Linked DNA regions of Rattus norvegicus: region 1 is linked to region 2. The links are chromatin contacts, called in public Hi-C maps. All regions are on one chromosome and are shown on one strand. The core of a region is the stretch at or near the end of the contact, and the rest is flanking DNA. Distances in the headings are between cores, read along the strand shown.

What was found. Hi-C and Micro-C count contacts between places; a contact is called where the count stands out from the background.
Region 1: a contact with region 2 is called in a Hi-C map of frontal cortex, with 2.0 times the contacts expected there. The contact joins the promoter of Rft1 here to the promoter of Dcp1a in region 2. A contact is called at or near these places in 2 of 12 Hi-C or Micro-C datasets (the A7r5 cell line and frontal cortex).

What each region holds. Positions count from the first base shown.
Region 1 is chr16:5,831,216-5,836,652 of GRCr8, reverse strand. It overlaps Rft1 (RFT1 homolog), which reads right to left and starts at 3,107. Exons shown (of 13, transcript NM_001135866.1): 1 at 2,992-3,107. The coding sequence starts at 3,054. LOC134482446 (a long non-coding RNA gene) reads left to right here and starts at 3,113. Exons shown (of 2, transcript XR_010058555.1): 1 at 3,113-3,374.
Region 2 is chr16:5,662,136-5,667,240 of GRCr8, reverse strand. It overlaps Dcp1a (decapping mRNA 1A), which reads right to left and starts at 3,804. Exons shown (of 10, transcript NM_001191831.2): 1 at 3,645-3,804; 2 at 1,532-1,572. The coding sequence starts at 3,779.

The sequences.
Region 1 (5,437 bases), core at 1,858-4,357, 170 kb before region 2:
GCAAATTGTACATTTGGCCAGGCAGTCATGGTGCATGCCTTTAATCCCAGCACTCATGAGGCAAAGGCAGGCAGATCACTGAGCCTGAGGCAAGCCTGATCTACAGAGCAAGTTCTAGGACAGCCAGGGCTACACAGAGAAATCCTCTCTCGTGAGAAAAAGCAAAAAACGAATTGTACATTTAAAAAGTTATTACTGTCCGAGATACTTACAGTCTCAGGCTATATCAGTATCTTCTAGTTGGTCTGAATAAAGGTTTGGGCTAATAAAGCCCAGGTTCCTAAGGCTACCCAGTGTTTTAAGTCCACTTAGTGGATCCTGATTAACAAAATAGCTCCATTTGCTTTCATTAAAAACTTTACAGGTAAGGGGCTTGAGACCCCATATGAACAACAATGCCAACCAACCAGAGCTTCCAGGGACTAAGCCACTACCCAAAGACTATACATGGACTGATCCTGGACTCCAACCTCATAGGTAGCAATGAATAGCCTAGTAGGGGCACCAGTGGAAGGGGAAGCCCTTGGTCCTGCCAAGGCTGGACCCCCATTGAACGGGATTCTTGGGGGGAGGGCGGTAATGGGGGGAGGAATGGGAGGGGAACACCCATATAGAATGGGAGGGGGAGTTAGGGGATGTTGGCATGGAAACCAGGAAAGGGAATAACATTTGAAATGTAAATAAGAAATACCCAATTTAATAAAGATGGAGGAAAAAAAAAACTTTACACGTATAAAAGCTTTTACATTTGTTGAGTATTTGACCCTTAAAAACAACCAAGCAGGCTAATCACGGGAGCACAAGCCTTTAATCCCAGCATCCACAAGGCAAAAGTGGACAAATTTGAGACCAGCCTGGTCTATGTAGAGAATTCTAGTCCAGCCAGGGCTACACAGTGAGACCCTGTCAAAAGAACAAAACAACAAAAGACAGCCAGGGCTGAGACTACAGCTCAGTGATGCGCTGGCTTAGGATGTGTGGAGCCATCAAGTTGCAACAGCAAAGGACAGCCAGGCAAATTCACCTGAAACAGAACTCAGAATGAAGCAATCTCACCTAATATCAAACAACAAATGGATGGCCCAGCTTAGCTTCATACAGAATCCACAGAAGCCAATCTGGGTAGTAAGGTATTTCCAAAGGTGGGGGGAAAAAATCAACACTATGCTGCTGGAGAGATGGCTCAGCAGTTAAGAGCACAGACTGCTGTTCCAGAGGTCCTGAGTTTAATTCCCAGCAACCACATGGTGGCTCACAACCATCTGTGATGGAATCTGATGCCCTCTTCTAATGTGTCTGAAGACAGTGACAGTGTACTCATACACAAAAAACAAGTAAATCTTAAAAAAAAAACAAAACAAAACACTATGCATAATATATTGAACTGGTGTATACTGTGAAAGAGAAAAACAAAGAACTAGACAAACGGAATTAAATGAAGAGTAGCCAATTTTGCTTTATATACTGTGTGCAAGGCACTTTTCTACATCCTTCAAACGTAGCTTATTTTACCCTACACTGCCATTTACAAACTTCTTATGCTAATAAAAGTAGCTAACATTTACTAAGCACCTTGTAGTGTACCAGAACATAACAGAAATTATTTCATCTAATCTTCCTAATCACCCTGTGAAGTTGCAGTACTGTTCTCATTCAAAATGAGGAAGCAGCTGGGATGGTGGTACATGTCAGGATGGTTACCCCAGCACTTCATATGCTGCAGCAAGAGTAGCAAGAATTCAAGGCCAGCTTGGGCTACATAGCAATCTCTTTTCTAAAAAAAAATAAAATAGGGGTTGTGGATTTAGCTCAGTGGTAGAGCGCTTGCCTAGCAAGCGCAAGGCCCTGGGTTCGGTACCCAGCTCCAAAAAAAAAATAAAATAAAATAAAAATAAAATAAAATAAAATAAAATAAAATGCAGAGGCAGGGCAGATCTGAGTTCAAAGCCATCCTGGTCAACAGAGTGAATTACAGGACAGCCAGGAAGGCATAGAGAGATCTTGTCTTTTAAAATAAAAGACAAAGACAAAGATGAAAAGGAAGTTGAAGAAGGAAGTCAGGCAAGCAGGAAGGAAGGAGAAAGGAAACGAAAAAAAAATGCTCAGTAAAAAGTCAAGTGATTTTTAACTTATTTTTGAGATAGGGTCTAAGTATATAGCCCTATCTGGACTGGAGCTCAGATTGGAACTCACACAGAACTCAACCTCTTGAATGTTGGGATGAAAGACTTGTGCCACTACACCTAGTCCAAGTAATTTGTATCTTAAAAGCAGTCATCTAACCTGAATCTAACTCAGCCTGGTTCTCTCTCCTAACCTCTTTGTGCCTCTTTGGTGAAGGTGGATTCTGGATCATGTGGATGAACTGACAAGAAAAAAAAAATAAAAAGCCAAAAAACGTCTGTCCAAGGACAAACTGCAGACGCAGTCTATTAAGTGCACTAGGATTCAGGTACTGTGCTAAGTGCTCTTATTCAAATGATCCCAAATAATCCTTGCAAATTGTTTTCTGAATTAGATACTATTACACTCATTTTGTCAACAAGGAGCTAAAAGACTCTGGGACTGAAGTGACGTGTTCTAGGTCACACAGCACGCAATGCCTGAACCCGGATCCCTGTTCTTAGCTATGCCATATGGTCTCTCTAAACTCAATGCGAATCAGAGTTGAAGAACGGTGTTTTGAGGATCAAGTGTGGAGCACTCAGGAAATGAACCCCTTAAAATATCAGATTAAAGTAGCCTCCGTCTCTACCACTTGTTTAAATCGTCTCCTATTACCACACAGTAATACAATGCTCAGAAAGCAAAGGCATCTTTGTCAATGGCATCAGCCGAGACTGGAACCGTAGACTCCCAACTCCTAGACCCGGCGCCCCTCCCCGCCGTCGTGGTCCCCCGTGGGACCCCGTGCAATGCGGGGAACCCAGAGTAGCCTCCCCCTGAGGCCTTGCCGGGGCACCACACGCTGGAGCGGGCGCAGCAGAGTACCTGCAGCAGGAGACCCGAGGAGGCCAGCCGGGCCGCCTGGCCCAGTACCTCCTGGCTGCCCATAGCCTCAGAGGCTCGGCTCAAAGGAGGAAACGCGCCCCGCGCCTGCTTCGTCGCGGAAAAATGGCGTCACGGACAGACTCGCTCCTGATTGGGGACTTTGACAACGGAGGCGGAGCACAAGGAGCTGCGAATCCAAACAACTTGTGAGGCTCTGTCTCTACCGCTTCTTGCTTGTGTTTGATTTCGGTGTTTTATTTTCTTTTTGTTTTTGTTGTTGTTTTGAGAGTGTGTTCAACGTCGGTCCCTGTAGTCCATGTTGACCTAGAGATCGCAGCCTCTGGAACATTGGGTTAACTAGGGCGCACTCCTAGGCCCAATTGGTATGATGTCTTTTGGCTTGTTTTTTTGTTTTGTTTTGTTTGAGACAGAGTCTCATTATGTAGCCCTGGTTAGCCTAGAGCTCGATACATAATTTTAGACTTGCCTCGAACTCAGTGATCTGCCGGATTCTGACTCCCAAGTGTAGGGTTTCCAACTGTTATTTTGAAATAAGGTCTTTCTGTGTAGCCAAGGCTGGCCTGGAATTCACTTAGAGAGTCTAGGATAGCCTTGAATTCCTGATCCTCTTGTCTCCAGCTCCCAGGTAATCTATGTTTTTCTAATTAAATTTTATTTTGTATAGTGTAGTTGTGTGTGTATCACTGAACTCTTCAGAAGTCAGTTCTCTTTCCACCTTTGCATGGGTTCCGAGATCAAACTCAGATTGGCAGGTTTACATGGTAAACTCTTAACCTGCCCGGCTAATGTGCAGGCCTGCTAAACATCTTCCCTGCCTAGCTTCCCGGTACTGGGGATTGAACCTAGAGCTTTATTAATGTAACGTGAGTGCTTTACCACAGATACCACAGTCCCATCCCTCTTCTTGCTTTGATTTTTTTAAATGGAAGTTGTTTCCTTTTATGAATATGTCTCTATTGCAAATAAATCCAATACTATGGCATTAGACACTGGGGTCAGAGGCTGGAGGTTCATAGTGTGTTCACCAAACACTTGAGAAACTCTAGGTACCACATACACCTACTCTGAACTCCAACACTCAGGGGTGAAGGCTGAAGGACCAAAAATTTAAAGTTGTCCTTAGGTGCATAAGGAGATTGAAGCCCAAGATGCAGAAGACCCTGTTTCAAAGCAAAGCAAAGCAAGCAAGCAGTGGTGTCAGGACACAGTGCTCAGCAGAGACGCTCAGATTCTTGCCATTGGCTCTTACACAAATGTAGGTACAGAACCCTTCCACCAACTGGGCTGGACAGGACTTCTCCCCATTTTGCAAAGGAAGAACCGGGGACTAAAAGTCAGACACAGCATTTTCATGTATGGAGTTTTGTAGAAACCTTCCCAAAGCTCTGATACTTGGGCCTGGTTGTCAGAGAGGAGGAAAGGAAGCCTGGGAGGTACAAGGTGCCTTGTTTGAATCTGCACATCACGGACCTGGGCAGAACAGACCAGGTCAAAGGACAGACTGGAAGTATTTCATACTTTTTCCCCAAAGTCCCCAGCATAAACGATCACCGTTTCTAAGCTCTTGGGCCTTCCTTGCTCTCTGGTAGTTGTGTGTCACCTTTTACATCATCGCCATCCTTATCAGTACATTTTAGACACTCACACTTGGATCTCTTCATCCCAGCACTCAGGAGGCAACTGTATCTCTTTGAGTTTGAGGCTAGCCTGGTCTACATAGCATACATCCAGACCAGCCAGAATGACATAGTGGAATTCTGTCTCAAAACAAACAAATGAAAAACCCGGACCCCTTAGTGGTCCTTAAAGAGTCCCTGTTGAGTGTTTCTTTGTTTCTGTCACTGTGTGTCTGCCCAAATCTCTTCCTTGATAGTACTCTGCCTTTCCAGGGACCCCATCCTGACCCCTAACTACCCACAGTCTGTACTTGCTTTGAACTAAATGTGTCTTCTCAAAATGTGTCACATAGTGACAGTCCTGACACATATACAGATACACTCAGGAGAGTACTTGGGAAGTAATTAGGATAAGGATGTCACTTTTGTGGTAATATTTGAGGGCTGGTTACAGTGAGTCAGTGACCGTATAAAGATGTTTGAAGGCTGCTATGGTGGATTGGTGGCTGTATAATAAAGACATTTGAGAGATCAGTGGCCATATTTAAAGAGAAGATATTTGAGGGCTGGCTATTGGATGAGTGGCTATATAAAGAAGACATTTAAGGGCTGGTGATATAGTTTAGAGATGCAATGTTTGCCTACCATGTGCAAACACATGGTTTTGACCTTCAGTACCTCAAAAAATATTTGGGAGAGATGACTTCTCTGTTCACTGTGAGTGGATACAGCAAGAAGGTGGCCATCTACAAACCAGGAAGAGTTCCCCTCACAAGAACCAAGCTGGTTGTCACCCTGATCTTGGACTC
Region 2 (5,105 bases), core at 2,555-5,054:
TCTAAATTTCTGAACCAAGGACATTCAACACACAATCCACTGAACACTCCTCAACCTAACACTTCATAGTTCACATTTGTTTCTGTAATATCACAGGGAGATAATGAAATCCTGTTCTCCAGATTCAGAAACAGAAGCAGAATTAAGGCTCATGCCCAAAGTCACACAAATTAAAAACTCCAAATCCAGTTTTCTTTTTGATTCCTGCAAAGTAACATTATGACATTCTAGTGTATTTTTGTCCAACGTACAGAAAATGTTCTTCAGTTCCCAAATAGAGGCTCTTAAGCCTCCTTTTCTTAGACCAATGCTATAGTTTGTATGAATTGTCTTAAATGAAGTTACTCACTATACTGAAGTTCCCACTTTCTCCAATCTGTTTTATTCTTCTAAAATTAGACCTATAAATATCCCCAAATGTTATAGACATTATGCTTATTCCTTAAAATTAGAGCTATAAATATCCCTGAGTATACAGACACTACTGTTCTAATAATAGTTAGGGGTTCTTAGAGACTTATATTGTTAATGAAGAGGTTGGAGTTAGATCTTTTTTATTTTAGAGAAGAAAAATGAAGTAGAGAAAAGAGTATCAAAGAAAGAGGAGCTTGTCATACAAACCTCGAAATACTTCCATTTAAAGGAAAAAGTGTATTTAGACAAGATCACAACGTTCTACACTAACATTTACAATAACACTCCATTCTTATAAAGTGGTACCAGTGGAGGATGGCTGTCCAAAAAAGAACTCGGCACAAAAAGAACCAATGTCTGTAGCCTTGCTGCTACCGCTCAAAGTTCTAGAATAGGCAAGGGATTTGCCTCTAACACCAAGAGCTATGGGTACCTGGGAATACAAGGGTCTCATGACTTGTCTCATCCTGTGGGCCACCTAGGATGAGGCCCCTATGCTGCCAAACAAGGTAAAGTTGTCAACCTTTACAAACCAACCATTTAAAGAATTAATTTTCGGGGCTGGAGAGATGGCTTAGTGGTTAGGAGCACTAACTGCTCTTCCAGAGGCCCTGTGTTCAAATCCCAGGGTGAACTCATGGTGGCTCACAACCATCTGTAATGGGATCTGATGCCCACTTCTGGTGTGTCTGAAGACAGTTACAGTGTACTCCTATATAATAAATAAATCTTTAAAAAAAAGAATTTTCAGAGAAGTTTAAAGTAAAATGTATATGAATTAGGAATGACCTAGAACTTTGGGAAGAGGCAGGAAAGGGGCAGAACCAGCCACAGAAGGCAAATTCTCATCAGAAACTACAGACCGGCAAGAGTGCTATCTCAATCACTTTATAGCTACTGTACTATACTATATTCGCAGACATTCGTACGTATGCATTCTTTTTAACATGGGAAGAAGAGCAGCAGCTGTAGTAGGACTGTAGTGCTTGGGTGGGGGAAAACTGGAAGAAGATAAACAGGAAGGCTCCAAAGCTACATACACGATAGAAACGGACCACGCTCCACCACAGCGATCACCACCATTCAAGTGAAGTAGAAACATCCTTAAGCCACTTACCTTCGGTATACAAATAATGTCCCTTCTATATCAGTCTTCTCCTGTAACAGACAACGACTCTGTCAGTTTTCCAGGAATAATCCAAGGTCAAATGATCTTGGTGAAGCACCTACACGTTCAGGCCAACTTGTCTTATTTACTGTGAAATCGATCGTGTATGTGCTCAAGGGAATGCACGCTGGCATTTGTGTACAACTGGAGAGGCCATCGGTCACTCTCAGGCGTCATTCCTTCTTTTGAGTCAGGGGGTCTCACTGGCCAGAAGATGGGCAATTTAGCTGCACTTCCTGGTCAGTGAGCTCCAGTGTTGTGTCATAAGCGCCTCCATGTCCCCAGAGGACACGTAAGTGCAAGCTACTACGTCCAGCTTTCTGTGTGAATACTTCAGGTTCTCAAGCTGGGGAGGCAAGCACTTCATCCACTGAGCTGTCTCTTTAGCCTCCAAATTAGTCACGTTTGAACAGGTAAAGCAATTCACTTTTTAAAAGAAATCTAAACAAATTATGTATCTGTTCACCCCTGTGTTTATGTATGTCCAACCCAACAATATGTGTACATCTGTAGCACATGTCTATTTTTGCCAGTGAGGAACATTTAAAGGGAAAAAAAAAGCGATTTAGCTTTACTTATTTTATGTATTAAATTTTTTTTTCAATTAGAAAAGATGTAGGGCTCTTTTGTCAGCATACGTATTTCTTTGTAACACATGTATGTGTGTACGTGGAGCTTAGAGAGGGCACTGGACGTCTTGGAACTGGAGTTACAGATGGGTCTGAACCATCATGGGGATGCTGGAAATTGAGGCAGGTCCTTGGGAAGAGCACCAAATGCTCTTAGCTACTACTGAGCCATTTCTCTGCCCCAGCTTCTCTCTGCAAACACTAAAACCTTTCAACTAGGTATCTTAATACTCCAGTCAAGGTATTGTCTACTGCAACTTAAAAAACCAAAAACTTGGAAAAAAAAACCAAAAACCAAACCAAACCAAACTTGAGCAGTCTATTGAGGTTTATAGAAAAAGAATGGAAACTTTCTTCAAAAGGGATACCAGGTTGAACTCAGAGCCTGGGCCTCATGATGCACAGCTGTGTAGCACTGAGCTAAATCCCTAACCCTCGGGACGTTTTCTTCTAAGATACTGTTTCATTTCTGGAGAATTTAGGACTATTTTCACGAGTTACACATTTTGTGGTGACCAAACACAATTTAATATTTTCAGAACTTTGTTAAGACTCGTGGATAGAAACCATTCTCTGCCTTAGACAAATGTGGTAGGTTTTTAAAATAAACGCCTGAAAATGTGATTAAGAAACTGTAACTTGGGTTGGGTATATAGCCCAGTGGTAGAGGAACAGTACAGTGTCTGCCTAGCATCAGGAGGAAATAGGACATCATGTAAATAGGTGCTTCAAGTTGAGGTTAACTAAAGTCAGTGAATGTAATTTCTGGAACTCCATGCCACTCACAAAATCCAAAAAGAACTAAGAAGTGAGCGATCAAACGTCCTATCACCGGTCTCTTTTTTTTTTTTTTTTCTTGTAAAAACGTCTCCAAGGAATCCAATTCTTACTGAAGTAGCCTTGAAATCTTTCTTTAAACTCCGGTGATACCAGTTCTGCTAAAGCTGGACTAACTCCTGAGACTGATTTTTAAGCTTCAAATCCAAATCATCACATTTAGGTCGGCAGGGAAAGAGGAGTGGATTTTGCAATCAAGAACACGTGATTTATCTAATAGTTTTCAAAGTCTCAAACACAGGTTTTCAATCACTTGTTAGAAAAAAAAATTAACTTGTCTCATATCCTGCCAATGCAACCTCAAGTCTCCAGAACCGACCCCAAAAAGACTGATCCTGCCTCATTCCTGTCCTCCATCTGATTTCCCTGTTATGTCTCTGGTGTACTCCTACCCTTCATTCCTCCAATTCCGCGTGTCCCTCCCCTTTCCCCCGTCATCTCTTCGGCTCTGGAAGGACCTTTGGGAGAGGTTCGGGCCTCGCCTTTGCGGTCCTACTCTGCTCCACACCCCACCCCCAATCCTAAGCTGTCTGCGCGGTCCCTTTAAGAGGCGGCAGCGGCCAGGCTGGCGTTCTCCACGGCTGGGCCTCACTCACCCACTGGTTGGCTTTGGGGCAGAAAGTGTACAAGGCGACCTGGCCCGTGAGGTCTGCGATGCTGGTGATGTAGGGGTCGTGTTGTTTCAAGGCCGCCAGACTCATCTCTTGCTCAGCTCGACTCAACAACTCCATCTTGGATCTCCAGGCCGAGCCCCTCGGGCGGGGGCGGACTGGAGAACAGGAAAGTGCCATCCAGGCAAAGTTCCCCCAGCTCAGTCAGCCGTCCACTTCCGCCTATCCGACCTGCCTTGCCGAGGGTGGTACTTCAGTTAATCTGATCCGCCGCTCCTATGCCCTGGGAGCCTGGTTCCGATCTTTTTAGGTCTGCGGCTGCCGGAAGGTACAGGCGTCCGCGCCTGCGCGGTGGAGCTTCGGCGAGCCGACATTCCGGAGTCCTCCTCTCTCACCTGGCGGGATCTGAACTTGTTCCTTGAGTGCTCCAGACTCCTGCCAGTGAGACCGCAGCCCAGCACATACCCTGAATCGAAATGCTTGCTGCTGTGGAAGTGAGGTTTTCATGGACCATTGAGAAAACTCAGACCAAGTGAGGAAAGGGAGCTGTACTTTACTTCCGAGCTGCACTTTCACTCTTAACTGTTTGGTAATTTTTGAAAGAAATGTTTCAAAGCAGCCAAACTAGCCTGCCTGGAACTACACTGTACTCGGCTTCCCCTCTTTGGCTTGTCTTTTCCTTCATCTGGGTCCTAAATAAATATTTCTGTTGTTCTAGAAAGACCTATTACGGGGTTGGGGATTTAGCTCAGCGGTAGAGCGCTTGCCTAGCGAGCACAAGGCCCTGGGTTCGGTCCCCAGCTCCGAAAAAAAGAAAAAAAAAGCAATATAGAAAGACCTATTACTTAAATAATAAGTAGATCTCTTAAAAAGCCAACATTATTGGGCATCCTAAGGGGTCAGGTACTACAAAGTAAAACAACGTGCTCAGCCTATTTTCATTGAGCTGCTTTAAAAACCATCGTTTTTCTTTATTGAGGACATCTCGGCACAAATGAACGTTTTTGAAAGGATAAACTTTACATTTCCATCAAAGTACCACCATATATTTGTGTTGCTTGTGGTTTTACATCCCAAGATCATTTGCTAATGGAAGGGCAGACTTTCCGTTCGGAAACACGTGTGAGGCAAGAAGTCGGAACAGCTTATGGTTTGTTCGCCCTTTGCTCACGTACACATTCATTGATCTTATAGAGTGGTTGTCAGTTCCAAGCTTCCAACTCTTTTTGGCACCAGGAGAAACGAAAAGCAAGCAAATAACCCCATGATAGACATTTCTCTTTGAATTCCAGAGGGTGGAGTCTATTTCCGTCTGAGCCAGGAAAGGTAGTGAAGGAACTCTTAACCAGTTCCGGCATGGTGGGCGTGGCTCTGGCAGGCCTTGCCCTTCTCCCCAGTTTCCTCTGCCTTGCTAAAGACTGTTAGATTGCATTCCTCACACTAGCC